Regions from separate parts of the Mus musculus genome. Here region 2 is linked to region 1. The links are chromatin contacts, called in public HiChIP or PLAC-seq maps. All regions are on one chromosome and are shown on one strand. The core of a region is the stretch at or near the end of the contact, and the rest is flanking DNA. Distances in the headings are between cores, read along the strand shown. Region 1 overlaps Tmem163 (transmembrane protein 163). Region 2 holds the start of Tmem163 (transmembrane protein 163).

Region 1 (7,961 bases), core at 1,670-4,169:
ATTGGATGGCTGAATTTGAACAGATCCTTCGGGAATTGAGACTTCAGGTCAACTCCACGCGCTTGGACCTGTCGCTGACCAAAGGATTACCCAATTGGATCTCCTCAGCATTTTCTTTCTTTAAAAAATGGGTGGGATTAATATTATTTGGAGATACACTTTGCTGTGGATTAGTGTTGCTTCTTTGATTGGTCTGTAAGCTTAAGGCCCAAACTAGGAGAGACAAGGTGGTTATTGCCCAGGCGCTTGCAGGACTAGAACATGGAGCTTCCCCTGATATATCTATGCTTAGGCAATAGGTCGCTGGCCACTCAGCTCTTATATCCCATGAGGCTAGTCTCATTGCACGGGATAGAGTGAGTGTGCTTCAGCAGCCCGAGAGAGTTGCACGGCTAAGCACTGCAATGGAAAGGCTCTGCGGCATATATGAGCCTATTCTAGGGAGACATGTCATCTTTCATGAAGGTTCAGTGTCCTAGTTCCCTTCCCCCAGGCAAAACGACACGGGAGCAGGTCAGGGTTGCTCTGGGTAAAAGCCTGTGAGCCTAAGAGCTAATCCTGTACATGGCTCCTTTACCTACACACTGGGGATTTGACCTCTATCTCCACTCTCATTAATATGGGTGGCCTATTTGCTCTTATTAAAAGGAAAGGGGGAGATGTTGGGAGCCGCCCCCACATTCGCCGTCACAAGATGGCGCTGACATCCTGTGTTCTAAGTGGTAAACAAATAATCTGCGCATGAGCCAAGGGTATTTTATGACTACTTGTACTCTACCTTTCCCGTGAACGTCAGCTCGGCCATGGGCTGCAGCCAATCAGGGAGTGATGCGTCCTAGGCGAAATATAACTCTCCTAAAGAGGGAAGGGGTTTCGGTTTCATTATTGAAGGGGCTTTCGTTTTTGGGGCTGGGCGCTGGGCGCTTGCCCTCCTGGCTCCCAAAGATGTAAGCAATAAAGTTTTGCCGCAGAAGATTTTGGTTTGTTGCGTCTTTCCTGGCCGGGCGTGAGAACGCGTCTAATAACAGTTTCTTATTACTTGCCTGCATTTCTGTGGGAGAGTGGAAGGGGAGAGAGACAGAAACTCTGTCTGTTATGTTTAACTTTTATTCCCTGAGTAGCATTGTTAATGGTCCTCTAAAGACTCCAGTTAAACTCAAAAGAAAAAAAAAAACCTTTTTCAGGACCATCTCCTAAGTCAAGTCGTTAAAGCCTGTTCAGTAGGTTTCTCTTCACCATACATTATACATATTCTGTATAATGTACTGTTGAGGCCAACAAGATGGCGCAGTGGGTAAAGGCATCTGCCACCAAGAATGAAAACCGGAGTCTGAGTCTGCAGGCTCTGAGAGTGACTCCCACAAGTTCTCTGCCACAAGTTATCTGCAACTTCCATACCATGCACACAAAATAACTAGAATGAAATCGATTTTCAAACTGTATGACAAAACTTTATATCAGAGATATTCAGGGTATGGTGTGGCACCTGTAGGGCCAGGCCAAGGAGGACAACCTTGGCAGACAACAGTCATGCCATCCGGTTCTAGTGCTGATAGCTTTAGCTTTTAGTTTTGGAGAGGGGGACAGGCAAGAAAGATAGTCACTCTTCTGGGTCACCGATACTAGTTTTAGGAATTGCTCATTAAAGTGAGTTCCTCCCTTGGGCCTTTAATATCCCACATGATATTAATATCTCCCCTATGTGAGGAAAATTCTATTCCAGGACTTGGAATACTTTAATAAGAACTTGATAGTAAAAATATCTGACAACAGCCCAGTTCTGATAATATACCATGGAAGCCACCACCTGTACACAACCTGTGAGTGACTAGGTAGTATCTGTAATTCTTCATTGCTGTGGTCAAATGTCTGACCACAACAAGGAACAAAACCAACAGGAAGGAAGGCTTATTTGGGCTTGCAGTTTGAGGTACAACTCACCATGCTCAGGAAATCATGGCAACAGGATGTTTATACACGTGTACTCACATGTGTCTGTGAGTAGGGATACACATGTGTGCACATGTGTGCATGTGTGCAGAGATCAGAAGTCAAATCTTAGTTGTCATGTCTCAGGTTACCATCCTCCTTGTTTCTTGAGACAGGGTCTCTCAGTGGCCTAGAGCTTGCCAGGTAGGCCAGGCTGGGTGACCTGTGACCCACGATGGTTGACTTGCCTTCCTTTCTCCAATGCTGGGATTGTAAGAACACACTACCCAATATACCTAGCCTTTTTACATGGGTCGATTCTGGGGCATTGAACATAGGTCCTCACGCTCTCTTGCACGCACTTTATTAACTGAGCCGTCTCTCCAGCTCTACACAAAGTTGACTTAGTCTTTTTTCCTTTGAGAATTTAATACAACATATTTTTATCATATTCTTAAGAATATGTTCATTAAGCAGTTTCCCCATCTCCACTGAAGCAAAAATCCTACCACTAACTGTAGTAGTTGATAATCTTGTTTCAGAGGGGTAGAAGAGGGACACTAGTAAAGATTCTGTTGGAGAGAGTAAGAACATAAAAATATATCCCCCTACCCCCTCCATTGGTCCCAGCTCTTTTGAATCCCAGCTTTCAGCAAGCAAGAGAGAGGAGCCTGCCTCTGATGGTGGGTGATGGAGCAGGGCTCTCCAGGGTGGGGTTGTTCCCCAGCTGTGGGGGAGGTGTTTGCTAGGCATCTGAGTGATAGAAATAGTCTAATTAAACCGGGATTGATTTATTAACAGAGTTCTACTGCTCACATAATTTAACAACTTGGGGCCTGGGGTATTGCTAAAACGTGCTAAGGCTCAAGATAATTATTGCCTGACTTTGGAGAGGATGACAGATGGGTCCTCATTGTCTCTAAATCTCGCTGCGGATTGGAGTGGGATTCTTTGTTGGGTGTTGAGCAGGGGTCCTTGCTGTTGGTCCTTGGTGGCTCCCTTCTGTATTTCTGAGGCCCTTTGTCTCTGCTGAGCAGACCCTCCCTCCAAGCCCTGCTTACTCAGCTGCTGGCTTGCCTTTGGCTTGGCCTTAACAATGAGTCTCCTGGGTCCCCTTCCGTTTTCCAGCTGCCTTTCTGTTTGAATTTATTTTCAGCCAACATGCTTTTTGGTCTGGTTTTACTTAGTATATCTGGTCTTTTTAACCAGGCCTGTATAAATATTTATTTAAGACTTATGTTGTGTGCCTTCTGTGATGTAGCTGTTAGTGATTCCCTTAACATATAAATGACAGTCTGCCTTAGGACAGGCAAACGCTGGGAGGCAGGTCTATCAGGCAAGGAGTGATGTCCTGCTGGTGTGTGTTGCCTGGATTATGTGGCCCACAATCACACTCCTGGGAAATCTGAAGCATTAGCAACCTGCTCATGTAGACCATGGGACCCAGAAGCCTACATGTAATAATGGTTTCCATAACCATGTGCTTTCTTGTCAGAGCGAAGCACTCACGAGCTGGCAGGGCCTAGATCTGGATTTGAACTGTCCTGCTAGTTCATTTGGGACTTTGCAGGGCCTAGATCTGGATTTGAACTGTCCTGCTAGTTCATTTGGGACTTTTGCTTACCTTTGTGTGATGCAGACAGGTTTTTCCACAAATAAAATATATCATCTGATTCGAATGGTTACATATGATGACTGCAGAAAATGTAGAAAACATGTGGGGGAAAAACCTTCAAATATTCCCATCCTGCAAAGATTATCATTTGACCAACAACAGACAAAGAAGTGATCCCACCCAAGTCTACCTTGGTGAACCAGTGAATTGTTTGGGGTTCCTTAGGAAAACATGGGGGACTCACAGCCAGCTACATCACTGAAATGTCTACCCCAGTATGGGTGAATACTCACAAAAATGGCTTCTTAGGATTCTGATTCCCTCCAGCTCCATAGCCCCACCTTGAGAAGAACAGCCTTCATAGGAAAGTCTCACTTCGCAGCGACCTACACAGTCCTCTCTTGGGCCTTCAGTGTTCTGTGTAGCTGATGCGACCCATGTCTATCCTTCACAGTTGAGTCAGCTCCTAGCTTACAGTCAGCATCTTGACCCTGTGGTCGCTTTGAGTGGTGCTTACTTATACACCCAGGAAGCTTCTTGGGGCCTCTCTATGCCCCCGCTGGTTACCCCGGAACAGGCCTGTTCTCCAAACAACTCGTTCTTGCATGAGCGAGATTGGAAATGCCTCTGTGCAAACCCTTCCGTTTGGTGGTTGGGGAGAAGGTTCCCAGTGGTCACATGCTTATTCTATAGCAATATAGCAACTCAATTTGATCCCCAGAACACAAAGAAAAGTTGTGTTGCTGTAGTCTCAGTGCTGGAGAGGCAGAGACCGGAACACTGGGGCGCATGGACAAGACAGCCTAGTTACTTGACAAGCTTCAGACCAGTGAGGTCCTTCAATTATAAAGCAAGGTCCTTTGATTATAAAGCGAGGTCCTTCAATTATAAAGCGAGGTGAGCCAGGTGGTAGTGCATGCTTTTAATTCTGCACTCAGGAGGCAGAGGTGGGCAGATGTCTCTGAGTCTACAGAGTGAATTCTAGAACAACCAGGGCTACACAGAGAAACTCTGTCTTGAAAAACCAAACAACTAAACAACTAAACAACCCAAAACAAAATGAGATGGAAAACTCTTGAAGAATAACATTGGGCTTTTACCTCCAGCTTCCATACATGTAGTCATGCATCTTACACATACATACATACAAAGGAAGGATGCCCCTTAGTGTGATTTTACATGGGAACAGGACATCTGAACCCTCTTCTGTTAGATTAGTTCTTATCCCAGAATCAGGACATACTATGATTCAGTTATAGGGCAAAGGAAACTCAAACTTATTTCTTGACACTCTTGATAAACTCCTCAGAGGCTACTGAGCTCTTCTATGTGATTCCTGGGCTAATTACTGTTTACAGTTGGTTAGCAGCATGGCTGGAGAGCTGGCCACTGTGGGAAGCCGTGGGAGGGTGCAGAGGCTCCATGGAGTACCCTTCAGAGGACTCTCCACCCCCCATCCAATTTTGGCATTTTGCTCTTTGCATGTCTTTCATCAAGGAACTAGATGAAGATGATGCTTAAGTGAATAACACATCTCTCTGAAGGACCCTGAGTTCATTAGGACCCCACTGGCTCACAGTGCCCTGAAACATGAATAATATTAATATTCCATATGTGCTATCCATTATCCATCCATCTGGCAGGCTTAACTCACTCATGTGAGGGGGACTTTTCAGTGTAGTTCTGAGAGTGAAGTCATGGTGCAACCCCCACCCCATGTGTGTGTGTGTGTGTGTGTGTGTGTGTGTGTGTGTGTGTGTACTTGTGTGTGCGATTGTATTCTAGTTTACATGTACATACAAACACAAGTGTATGTATAGGCCACAGAACAACTTTTTAAGGTGTGTGTGACACTTTTTTTTAAAAAAATACTTACATTAATTCTATTTATCTGTATGTGTGTGCACTAGTGCCCACAGAAGCCAGAAGAGGGTGTCCAATTCATTGGAGATGGACATAAGAGGTGATTGTGAACTACCTGACATGGGTACTACTGACATAGGAACAGAATTCAGATCTTCTGAAGAGACAGTTCTAATCACCTCCAACCATGTTTTTTGAGACAGGGTCAATTACTCTGGCTTGGTGGTTACCAAGTAGTCCAGGCTGACCTGACCTTGAGCCCTAGAGATCCACTTGTTCCCACCTCTCCAGCACTGGGATTACAATCACATTACCATGCCTGGCTTTTCCCCTTCGATGCTGGGGTTGAAGTCATGCTCTCAGTCTTGCAAGGCAACCATTGAATCCACTGAGCCCTCTTCCCAGATGACAGCACTTGATTAATTATAAATCTGGGTTAAGGGCCCTTATATATCTCACTGTAATAATTTGGGCATCTGCTTTGAATTTTGTGGCCTAGGTAACGACCTGGTATCACTGAAGAACTCATGTACAGACATTTTGAAGTCACAGTTCAACATCAGGTGGTTTTGTGGGGCACACAACAGGGCGGGGTCTTTTAACTGTGCACACCTATTGCACCAAGGCCAGTGAGCATGGATGGATTCAGAGTAGAAATTGAGTAGGCTTGATAGTGCAGGCAGCAGGAGTCAGGTTTCAGCTTCATCCTGAAGAATTAGTTCCTACTGCATTGCTTGCAGTTTCTGTTTTCAAAGACACAGAAGCCAGATGATTGACAAGTGCTTAATTGTTTGTTTGTTTGGGTGGGTGGTTTGGTTTGGTTTGTTTTCCCTGAAGTTGTTCCATGGATGGTTCAGAACACAGTGGAAGGAGGAAGTGTCATAGAATTTGAAAATAATTTCTCCTTCTTTTTGAACTCTTAGATTTTTAGACAATGATATTAAAATTTCTATTACTCTCTTGGAACTTTCCCCTGGCGTTGAAAAGGCTGTATCTGGTGTGCTGATGAACTCACAAACAAGACACGTGACCCTCGGGGCTGTCAATCTGAATGGTGTTTTCTTTCTTTTTAGCTGTCTCCGTCATGAGGTACAGCGCCTCTGCCTTCGGGTTTGCAGTAAGTAGCCTGAAATGTCCTCACCATTGTGAAATTCTGCACGCTTTCCCTGAGCCTGTGACTCTCACCTCAGTCATGAAACAGACTGGTGCTTAGCAGATACGAGAGGAGGACGGAAAGTGTCACTTTAGTGACAACTTCCGTGAAAATGACAACATAGTAGTATTAAAGGCCTTAGGATGGGCTATTTCCCAAATACACATCCTGGGATCACATGTCCTGAGAGGGGTTGGAGAGGATGTTTTGGGAGGGTTACCTCTTTGTGCCCTTCCAGGTTGCATGCGGGTCTAGCACACCTGGGTGATACATTTGATGGTGTAGGCAGAGACATCGGGATGTGAGATGGATTGTGATTTCACAATAGAAGTCAAATGGTCTGTAGTCCTGCTAAGGGGAGCTGAGTTTCCTGCCTGACTCCTGGTGGAAATAGGTCAATGGAGGCAGCTATGCTGCAAGCCTGCATGCCTCAAGCATGCTCTTTCCTTCCTTGTTGCAGAGACAGAGGGCATTCTGTACTGGGTCCCAAACCCACATCTGCCCTTTGTTGTAAGAACTTAATGTTTTGGGTGTTGCTTTGAGGGTGTTGTAAATTCTTCTGAAGCTTGTAGACAGTCCAGAAAATTACATATGAGCATACTGGTAACTAGAACACAAACTACATATACACACACCTAGAAAGAGACACTCAACACATACACACAGAAAGAGATACATGTACAATATACAGCCAGACATATAACACACACACACAGCCACACAGCATAGACACACATCCACCCAGATGTAAATACACAACATAGGCATACATGTGCATAAACACACATAATACATGGACAATATATACAGTCTCAGAAACACCTCTCTCTCTCTCTCTCTCTGGTTTTCTCAAAGGCATAGAATTTCTACATGATATCAAATTGTTGGGAGACTTCCTGAACCTCCTGAACCTAGCTAGAACAGTTCCAGTGAGAGCCAGAATTAGAATTTGCACCCAAGGTTTTTTAACTTACTGGGTATAGGAAAATGCCAATGTCATCTTGCCTGTCACAAGATTAAACACTTTCATGTATTTCAGAAAACAGTACTTCCCATTCTAATCTCCTGTTCCATATCTCCGGAATGCTGGGTCCTGGGGCTCTGAGAACAGAGCCATTCATACAAGGGCCACAGTGTGTGATGCCCAGGGTTCCACCATGGAGTTCATAGTGGCTGCAAGAAGCATGCAGAAATGTACTCACTCAAAGATGCTTGTCCACACTGTCTGGTCACTGTGCCGTTGGCCAGTGTGTTCACATTGTGCCTGGCTGACCTGAGCACCACTAATGTCCTGTTTCCTTCTCTAGTTTGATGCCATCCTGGATGTGCTGTCCTCGGCCATTGTCCTCTGGCGTTACAGCAATGCGGCTGCTGTGCACTCTGCAAACAGGGAGTATATGT
Region 2 (7,961 bases), core at 1,862-4,361, 120 kb before region 1:
GCTGCCTATCCTGGGGGCTGAGAATTGAACTTGGCAAGAGCTGTACCTCTAGCACAGTGGCCCTCAACCTTCCTAAAGCTGCGACTGTTTAATAAGTTCCGTGTTGTGGTGATCTGCCCTCAACCATAAAATTATTTCCATTGTTACTTCATAACTGTAATTTTGATCCTGTTATGAATTGTAATGTAAATATCTGTGTTTTCTGATGGTCTTAGGTGACCCCTGTGAAAGAGTTCTTCAAGTCTCTGAAGGGGTCGCGACCCACAGGTTAAGAACCATTGTTCCACCTGGCAGTGGTGGCGCATGCCTTTAATCCCAGCACTTGGGAGGCAGAGGCAGGCGGATTTCTGAGTTTGAGGCCAGCCTGGTCTACAGAGTGAGTTCCAGAACAGCAAAACAAACAAACAAACTAACAGAACCATTGTTCCAGGCCCCCTTCTCTCTCCCTCTATACAATTCTTTAGGACTACTCACTGCTGTGGCTATGAGATGAATCTGTGGCTGATACATATGTCTCTAATTTTAAAATCAATATAATGATGTATATGGTGGCAGAGGAATAAAAGTAGCACCATACATAATTAATGTGCTTTTGCCGAGATAAATGACTACTCAGGACTGTACCAGAAGCCAGCTGTACTCAGACGTCTGCATCTACTTGTGAAGTAGGAGCGGGAGGATGACTAGACTCTAGGATATTATTGGCATTATTTTTTCTTAGTGTTTAGTGTGTTGAAATAAAAGCTTAACAGATATATTCGTAAGCACACATGGAATTCCTTAGCCCGCGGCAGTTATATATATATATATATATATGATGGGCACAGATCTGCTGACTCATGTGGTGAACGAAACCGCCTTCAGCGTCCTGGTTTCCCAAAAGAAGAGAAGGTTCAGCGTCCCTAGACTTGCATACTAGTTGTATTCCCAGAAAAAATTGTGTGCATTCAAAGATGCCATCATATGCCATGTTCACATGTAAACACAGTTAAAATTCTAACGTGATTGGAAGAAGCACATTTTCACAGAACCGAAGATCCAGCTGGACTTCTGTACCTATCCCCCCTACCAAACTGGGGTGGCCTCAAAGAAAGCGCCTGCACTTCTCCACAACGTCCCCTAGGGGGTGGACGTGCTGCGAATTGGGCGGTTGCTGAAGCGGGAGGAAAGCCTATGAAACATTTAGCAAGGTGCCCGGCAAATGGTCTCCTTTCCAGGATGCAGCTAATATAGTCTCCCAGTGAAGAGGCAGGGGCTTGTAGTGGGGGAGCTGCAGCATAAAAGGCAAGAGAGGCTTACAACAGCTTTTGCTTCTGCTGAACCCCCTTCCTTCCCCTTCAAAGAAGAGACTTTGCTCGGGTACAGAAGGAGCATGATGAGCCCTAGTTTGCTCACCTGCACCGTTACACGCGTAGATGCTCTGGATGCAAAAACCAAGTGTGGAATCAGAACGATGATCCCTTTCTTCTAGAGAGCCTGCTGTGCAGCGTGTGTGTGCACTGGGGGTGCGGCGCCTGCAGAGAGGGAAGATGTTCCCGGAGAGGGGCATGTTTCAAGACTTCTAGCCAGACCTCAAGAACAATTGAATCACACAGCAAAGGAAAATGCTTGTTAAAATACCAAACAAATAAATGCACAAACAAACAGATTAGAGGTGGGGACGCAGCTCTGTGCTAAAGCCGGTGCTAGCTCTTCTGCTCCTGTCCCCAAGACCACAGTGAAAAAGAAAATATAATTTTCAAAAAAGCAGAATATTAGGAGGGGGATGAAGTCTAAAAGCCACTGCGTTAACGTTTCAGCCAACTCTGTTGCAGCCTGTGACATCGACCTCCACAGTGCTCAAGGCCTGGATATTTTTGTTCTTGGGGTGATTCTTTGACTACCGTTGAGAGGGCAGCCAATGGAATCATCTGGAACAAAAAAGAAAAAAGAAAAAGGAAAACAAAAACAAAACAAAAAACAACCCCCACAATCCAGGATGCGAGAGGACGGAGGGCTCTGTACATGTGAAGCATTTGTACCAAGAACAGCGTCAGGATCAGTGGTAAAAACTCTCTCTCTCTCTCTCTCTCTCTCTCTCTCTCTCTCTCTCTCTCTGTGTGTGTGTGTGTGTGTGTGTGTGTGTGTGTCTTAAGCCCAGTGAACATGGCGTTTAATTTTCTTTAAAGAAAAGAAGGGGCTGTTGAAAATTTCATTTTCTTCATAGGAAAAAAAAAAAAGGAGTGTTGAAATGACCTAGTTCGATGCTTTCAGTTTACAGTTGAAATTATTGTTTAAAAAAAACACAACGGAAGACCGAACTGGAGCCGAGATCACTCAGATCTGATCCCAACAAAATGTGACTCCCTTCTCATCTCTGGAACCCCACAGAGACATTTAAATCATATCCTGACTTCTATGTTCCCTGGCAGAGCGGAAACCAAGAAAGGAAACCGGTTACTCTCAAAAGAAAACAGGGTGGATTCCTTTAAATGAAGGAATTGGCATGTTAGAGTACTCAGATGAAATTTAGAGACTGATACCAACCTATTGATAAAATCTAGACTCTCTAGAGCTCGGATGTAAATGCAATCAATCGGGTCCCCAATCCGTTAGGCGGCCGGTTCGCCTGTGGGTCTTCCCCAGCCGGCCCTGTGGACCAGGTTGCAGCTTCGCTGGGGAGACCAGGCTCACTGCCCAAGTGTGGGAAGTTGTTATGGTCAGAGATGAAGAACAGGGGTGAGCATCCGCAGCAAGGGGACGGATCCTGAACGCTTAGAGAGGTTGACAGATGGATGGGAAAGGCCCAAGGATAGTCGTAATGGGAGGTCTGGGGGAGGGGGGGACAAGCCACGGTTCCAGCAGCACCTCAATCTAAGTTGGTGCAAGAGAGAAACTGAGATGAGAGTTAAAGCCATTTAAGGGCAGCAGATCCAGAGGCTGGGGAACAGGTGAATCCTGGTGCCTGCTTGGGCAGGCGGGGACAAGGTGCAATCCTTGTAGCCTGTGTGGCTCCGGGAGAGAAAAAAGGCCGGATGAGCTGCGATGCCCTCTCTCCTGCCCACGCGCGGCCACAGGCTCCGAGGACTGCAGAGTAATTAGGGTGGAAGGGTCCCTCCTGGGCACCAATCCGCGACGTGAGTGGGGGGCGCGTCCTCCGTCACGCCCTCACCCAGCCCTGCGCTACCCGCAGGCTGGTCCCCACGCCCCCTAACAGTTCCCTCAGCTTCCACGCGTCTGGACCGTCCGGGGCCCTCCCTCTCCACTCGCCTGGGTGCATCGATACCAGTGCCCGGGCTTAGCGCCTCGGGGCGGGTCCCTGCCGCCCGCACCTGCCCCCGGGGGCGGAGCGCAGCGGCGACAGCGCGGCACCAGCCTCCGCCACTCGGTGTGCTAGCGGCGGACCTGCCGCTCACCGCGGTACGGGCGAAGCTCTCTCTCGGTGCCCTCGGTCTCTGGCACTTTGGACTTCGTGTCTCCATCGTGGTCGGCTTCGCCTCGGGGGATCTGCAGCCCCGGCGCCATGGAGCCGGCTCTGGGCAGCGAGCGCCGCAGCCCCCCTGGCCCCGGAGTCCCGCGGCCGCCACCGCGGGGCCACGCGCCCTCGACCGCCGCCCCCGCCCCCAGCCCGGCTCCGATGAGCTCCTCTGTGCAGTCTGATGAGGAAAGGCAGCCACGGATCAGCGAGAGCGGCCAGTTCAGCGACGGGTTGGAAGACCGAGGTGAGCTACCACCGCCCCGCGCTCCTTCCTCTCCGCCCCTCTCAAGCCACCTGTCCCCTATTTGCGGAGCTTGGTGCAAAGAGCGGAAGCGACTATTCCACCTTTCGGGATCCATGAGGGTCGGGCAGCGGTGCCTCCCGAGAGCCTCTTTCAGTTTTCCGATCTCGGAGGGTGCTTAGGCCAGCCTTCTCCGGTGCTCGCGGGAAAAGTTTGCAGACAGGGTTCTTAGTGTCTTACGGGGGACCAAGGGATTCCTCTCGGTGCTGGGAGATGTGGGTTCCAAAGCATCCCGCTGCGCAAGCCCAGCCACCCGGGGAAAGTTATTATTATTATTAATTAATTTTTTTGGTTAGTGGCAGAGCACCCGGTAGGGTGACAGCTAGGGTCCCCTTAGCCTCTGGACGTGCGTGGGGCCGAAGCTCCCTGGATCCTGGGTCACAGCGGTCACCGCCCCATAGTGTGAGGGTGCTGGCAGAGAGGTTAGGATGTTTGGGGTCTGGCTACCAACCTGATCTGCACAGATGCTATCCGCGCTGATACTTCCTGGAGAGAGTGTGTCCAGCTCTGAGTCCTTCCTTGGACGCTGGCCTTGTACCCGGTGCGTCCCCTGGAAGGCATCACCATCTCCCGCTTACAACCACTGTCTCCTTAGTGGGGCTGCGTCGAACGTTAGGGATCCCTCATTCCCCCACCTGGCTCTCCTTCCCCATCCTGCTCTAGCGGCCTTCAGCTTGGGTTCTTTGCGAAGACGACCGCATCTACACCATTCCCCTTTCTTGCTGCTTCTTAATTGGCCCCCCTCGAAAACTATCAACGGTGCTGCTGAAACCGTTGCTGGCGGATTTGGGGGTCTCTGCAGCACGGTCTTTTCTCAGGCAGCCGACTCTGTACACCTCTATTCATTTTTTTTTCCTTTTTTCTTGGAAGCTTTCATCTGTCGACTGTAGAGTGCTTATATTATTTTAGTTCTGGCAGGTTTCTGTCCTATTCTTAGTACCTCCTGAACATCTTTATATTCCGGTTTCGCGTTGGGATACAGGATCTCTTGCTTAGAGATTCCGAATTGTAGCGTGTGAAACAGGATGACATGGAAACAGATTTCCCAGAGAAACAGCAGAGATGCTGTGTGCGGAACTGGAGCCGCTCCAGCTTGGAACGAGTTCTGCACCCGGGTTGCAGGTCCTTTCCCTGTTCCCACAGAACCCGATAGCCTTAGAGACAGGAGAGTGGATGGCATCATCAGAAAGCCAGAAAAGCCTCTCACTTTAATTCTGGGGTGTGAGAATTACCTTTGCCTCGCAAGATTCAAACATCTCACATTGAAGAAAGATGGATACTCTCAGGCTGGGCTTAATTCTGTAGCATTGCGGGTTATCTGTAAGCACCGAGCAGTCTCTCTCTCCCCACCCCTGCACAAGGGCAGACAAGAAACCCATACTAGGATGAATTGATATTTAATAATATCTAGAAGCCATGCTTCAGTGTTAAATGAAAACAAAAACACAACAAAAACCTCTTCTAAATACATTCTTTAGGTTTTCTGTCAGTGGTCAAATGAACTTCATTTTCTATTATATTGTCTCCTGAAAGCATTCACTGTTCATAAACCAGTGCTCTGTGGAAGACTGCATATCACACACAACCTCTCTGTCAGGATGAATCCAGTCTCCCACAGAGCCCAGGGTTCCATGCCATTTTGAGCTAGCTGAAAGCTGCTGTAACATTCTTTTGTTACACCCATTCCTGGCTGCAAAAAGAAAGAGTTAATGATAAATGAAGAACCAGAAGGCTGCCTGGGAGATTGGTTGTAATATTTTATATGTTTGTCTTATTTTATCTTTCTTGTATCCATTTTTTTTGCTATCTCTTGGGAATGGTTCATGGGTGGTGACATCTTTCCCACCAGAGACATGAACTGGGGAAGAGGAAAACTCCTTAGTCTCCCCCATCTCTCCTTGGATGCAGTGGCTTTCAGCTGGGCCCAATCCCTACAGGGTGTGGGGGATGGGCACTCTGGCCACACATCTGCCCTCCATACTATTTTCTGTGTTGACTTTCTTCTGAGGTGGTAGAACCGTGTGGCAGACAGCTTCTGATTCCCAATGGAGAGTTGTTTTATAACCCAGTGGTTTGGAATTTTGGAGACAATTTCTTCTTAGAAGTGAAATGGACAATTTCCCAGAATTCCGGCCAGCTTAGAATGGCCCACCATTACTGTAACAGCTGATTGAACCCGTGGTTCAGGAAGCAAGCAGGCATTATGAAGTTTAAGATCTTGAGGAAACAAGACACACACACACACACACACACACACACACACACACACACACGCACGCACGCACACACACACACACACATACACACACACACACACACACACACCACACACACACACACACACACACACAAATACACACAGAGACATACACATATATACACACAAATACACACAGACACACAGACACACACACTCAGAGGGGGAGCCCAATTCATCTTCCGGCTTTCTTCTTCCCTTCTTTAATATCCATTTCTCTATGATTTTGTCCCAAACCTTAGGGTTTGGCCCCACCTTAGAGAGTTATGGCTTTATTTAACTCATTCTCTAGCTGTCCATCTTAAAGACAAAACAAGAAAGCAATAACAACAAGTCCTTCCTACAGAGAATTGAAGCTCAGTGGCTTGGTGTAGTGACTCAGACGTAGAATGCCAGCACTTGGGAAACAGAAGCCTAAGGGCCATGTGAGCCCATGGCCAACCTGGGCTACACATCAAATTCCAGGCCAGGAGATATCAGTGATAAGCAGTTCAGTACTAAGGACATTGCATCTTCACATATATTTGCCCCCGCCTTTATACTATGTTAATATGTCCCTTGGTATTGTCAGATCCCGTTAAGAGATTTAAGTTGGGTTAAAATTCCACCGTGGAAGCCGGCTGTGGGCAGGGATTCTGCGGCCCTGCACATGGACCTGAGCCCCGTTTTAGTTTCTGTTGGGCTGGTAGGCCTGACTCCAGCCTGTTTGATGCTTCTTTCTGGACCCTCACCGTTCCCCCACGTTCCTGTGGCTCATGAGTGTGCAAGCATCTGGCATGGATATAGGCCGGTGTAGAGATCACCCTGAGCTGAGCCCTTGTGCGTCTTCTCGTTCTTCTTCCCTTGGAGGAGTAGAGAGTGCCCATTTTCAGCATCAGCCCTGCATGCATATATATATATATATAATTTGTGTGTCTGCCAGGTACATGTATGTAGAGGCCAGAGATAACTTCAAGTGTCAGTCCTTAAGTGCTGTCATCTTATTTTGGGAACAGAATCTCTCACTGATCCAGACTTGTTTCATTCCACTAGCTGGCCAGCGAGCTTCCAGGGACCCAAGCGTGCATCACAATCCCGGGGATTTTACACAGGTTCTGTGGCTTGAACTTGGGTTCTCATGCTTGCGCAGCAAATTCCTTACCCACTGAGCCTCCTCCTGAGCCCCTCAGCTGCATCTTTAGAAAGGAAATGAAGAGCTGGCACGGTTGCGTGGAAAGAGAAAAGCCCTTCCTCCTTTGGACAGTGTTTCCATTACAATGACTTTATGTTTTCCCCCCTCTCCCCAATGTTACAATCTCCCAGGGGAGCCACGAGGAAAGTCAGGTCTGGGGAAGGACTTTCAGTCCTACTGGCTCAGAAAACCCAGAAGCCACTGAAGCAGGTGGTCCAGCCCCCTATGGCTGCCACCTGAATCTCTCATGGGGAGGAGTGTTGGGTCTGGTGGAGAGGCCAGGGGAAGCACCCTTGGGTGTGGTCAGGACCAGGTGTGCTGTTGAAACCAGCCAGTTCTGGAAGGAGAAATAAACACTGCCCAGCAGAATGGGCAAGGGTGTACACAGTGATGACTGTCTCTGCGGAAAAGTAAACCGACTTCTTAAAGGGATCGTGCCCCTACTGGACAAACCTCTTGAAATGGGTGCTCTCAGAATGCCAGGCAAACGAGCCAGTGATTTGAGCTGGTACTTAAATGGTGCGGTTTCACTTCTCCTGAAACTAGGAGGCTAGGATGAAAGAGAAATTGTGTGTGTGTGTGTGTGTGTGTGTGTGTGTGTGTGTGAGAGAGAGAGAGAGAGAGAGAGAGAGAGAGAGAGAGAGAGAGAGACTCTTTCTCTTGCTCTCAGTGTTCCATAGTTGCCTGTAGTTCTTTGCCTAGGGTTGAGACCCCATGTGATTTCCCCCTTCCATGTTAGCCCCCATGTTTGTTCTTAGCATCCTTGTTCAGGTCT

The links. HiChIP or PLAC-seq counts read pairs in DNA pulled down with a chosen protein or histone mark.
Region 2: a contact with region 1 is called in an H3K4me3 HiChIP or PLAC-seq map of embryonic forebrain, with 2.7 times the contacts expected there. The contact joins the promoter of Tmem163 here to the enhancer-like site in region 1. A contact is called at or near these places in 2 of 39 promoter capture datasets (HPC-7-derived erythroid cells and trophoblast stem cells), 1 of 15 datasets of contacts at CTCF or cohesin (CD8 T cells), 4 of 484 Hi-C or Micro-C datasets (the HL-1 cell line, brain, cerebellum and 1 more), 8 of 115 datasets of contacts at active chromatin or transcription factors (craniofacial prominence, embryonic basal ganglia, embryonic forebrain and 5 more) and 3 of 9 other capture datasets (embryonic stem cells, liver and pancreatic islet).

What each region holds. Positions count from the first base shown.
Region 1 is chr1:127,551,324-127,559,284 of GRCm38.p6, reverse strand. Tmem163 (transmembrane protein 163) reads left to right here. Exons shown (of 8, transcript NM_028135.2): 3 at 6,481-6,524; 4 at 7,868-7,959. Among named protein-coding and RNA genes, the nearest start is that of Gm41947, 76 kb to the right of the region's middle. RefSeq lists an enhancer at 2,406-4,920. Within about 2 kb of position 2,919, at least 20 of the 459 cell types and tissues checked have an H3K27ac peak or open chromatin away from gene starts, as enhancers often do. A contact at or near this core is called in embryonic basal ganglia and embryonic forebrain, where this site is marked.
Region 2 is chr1:127,673,171-127,681,131 of GRCm38.p6, reverse strand. It overlaps Tmem163 (transmembrane protein 163), which reads left to right and starts at 3,111. Exons shown (of 8, transcript NM_028135.2): 1 at 3,111-3,701. The coding sequence starts at 3,503.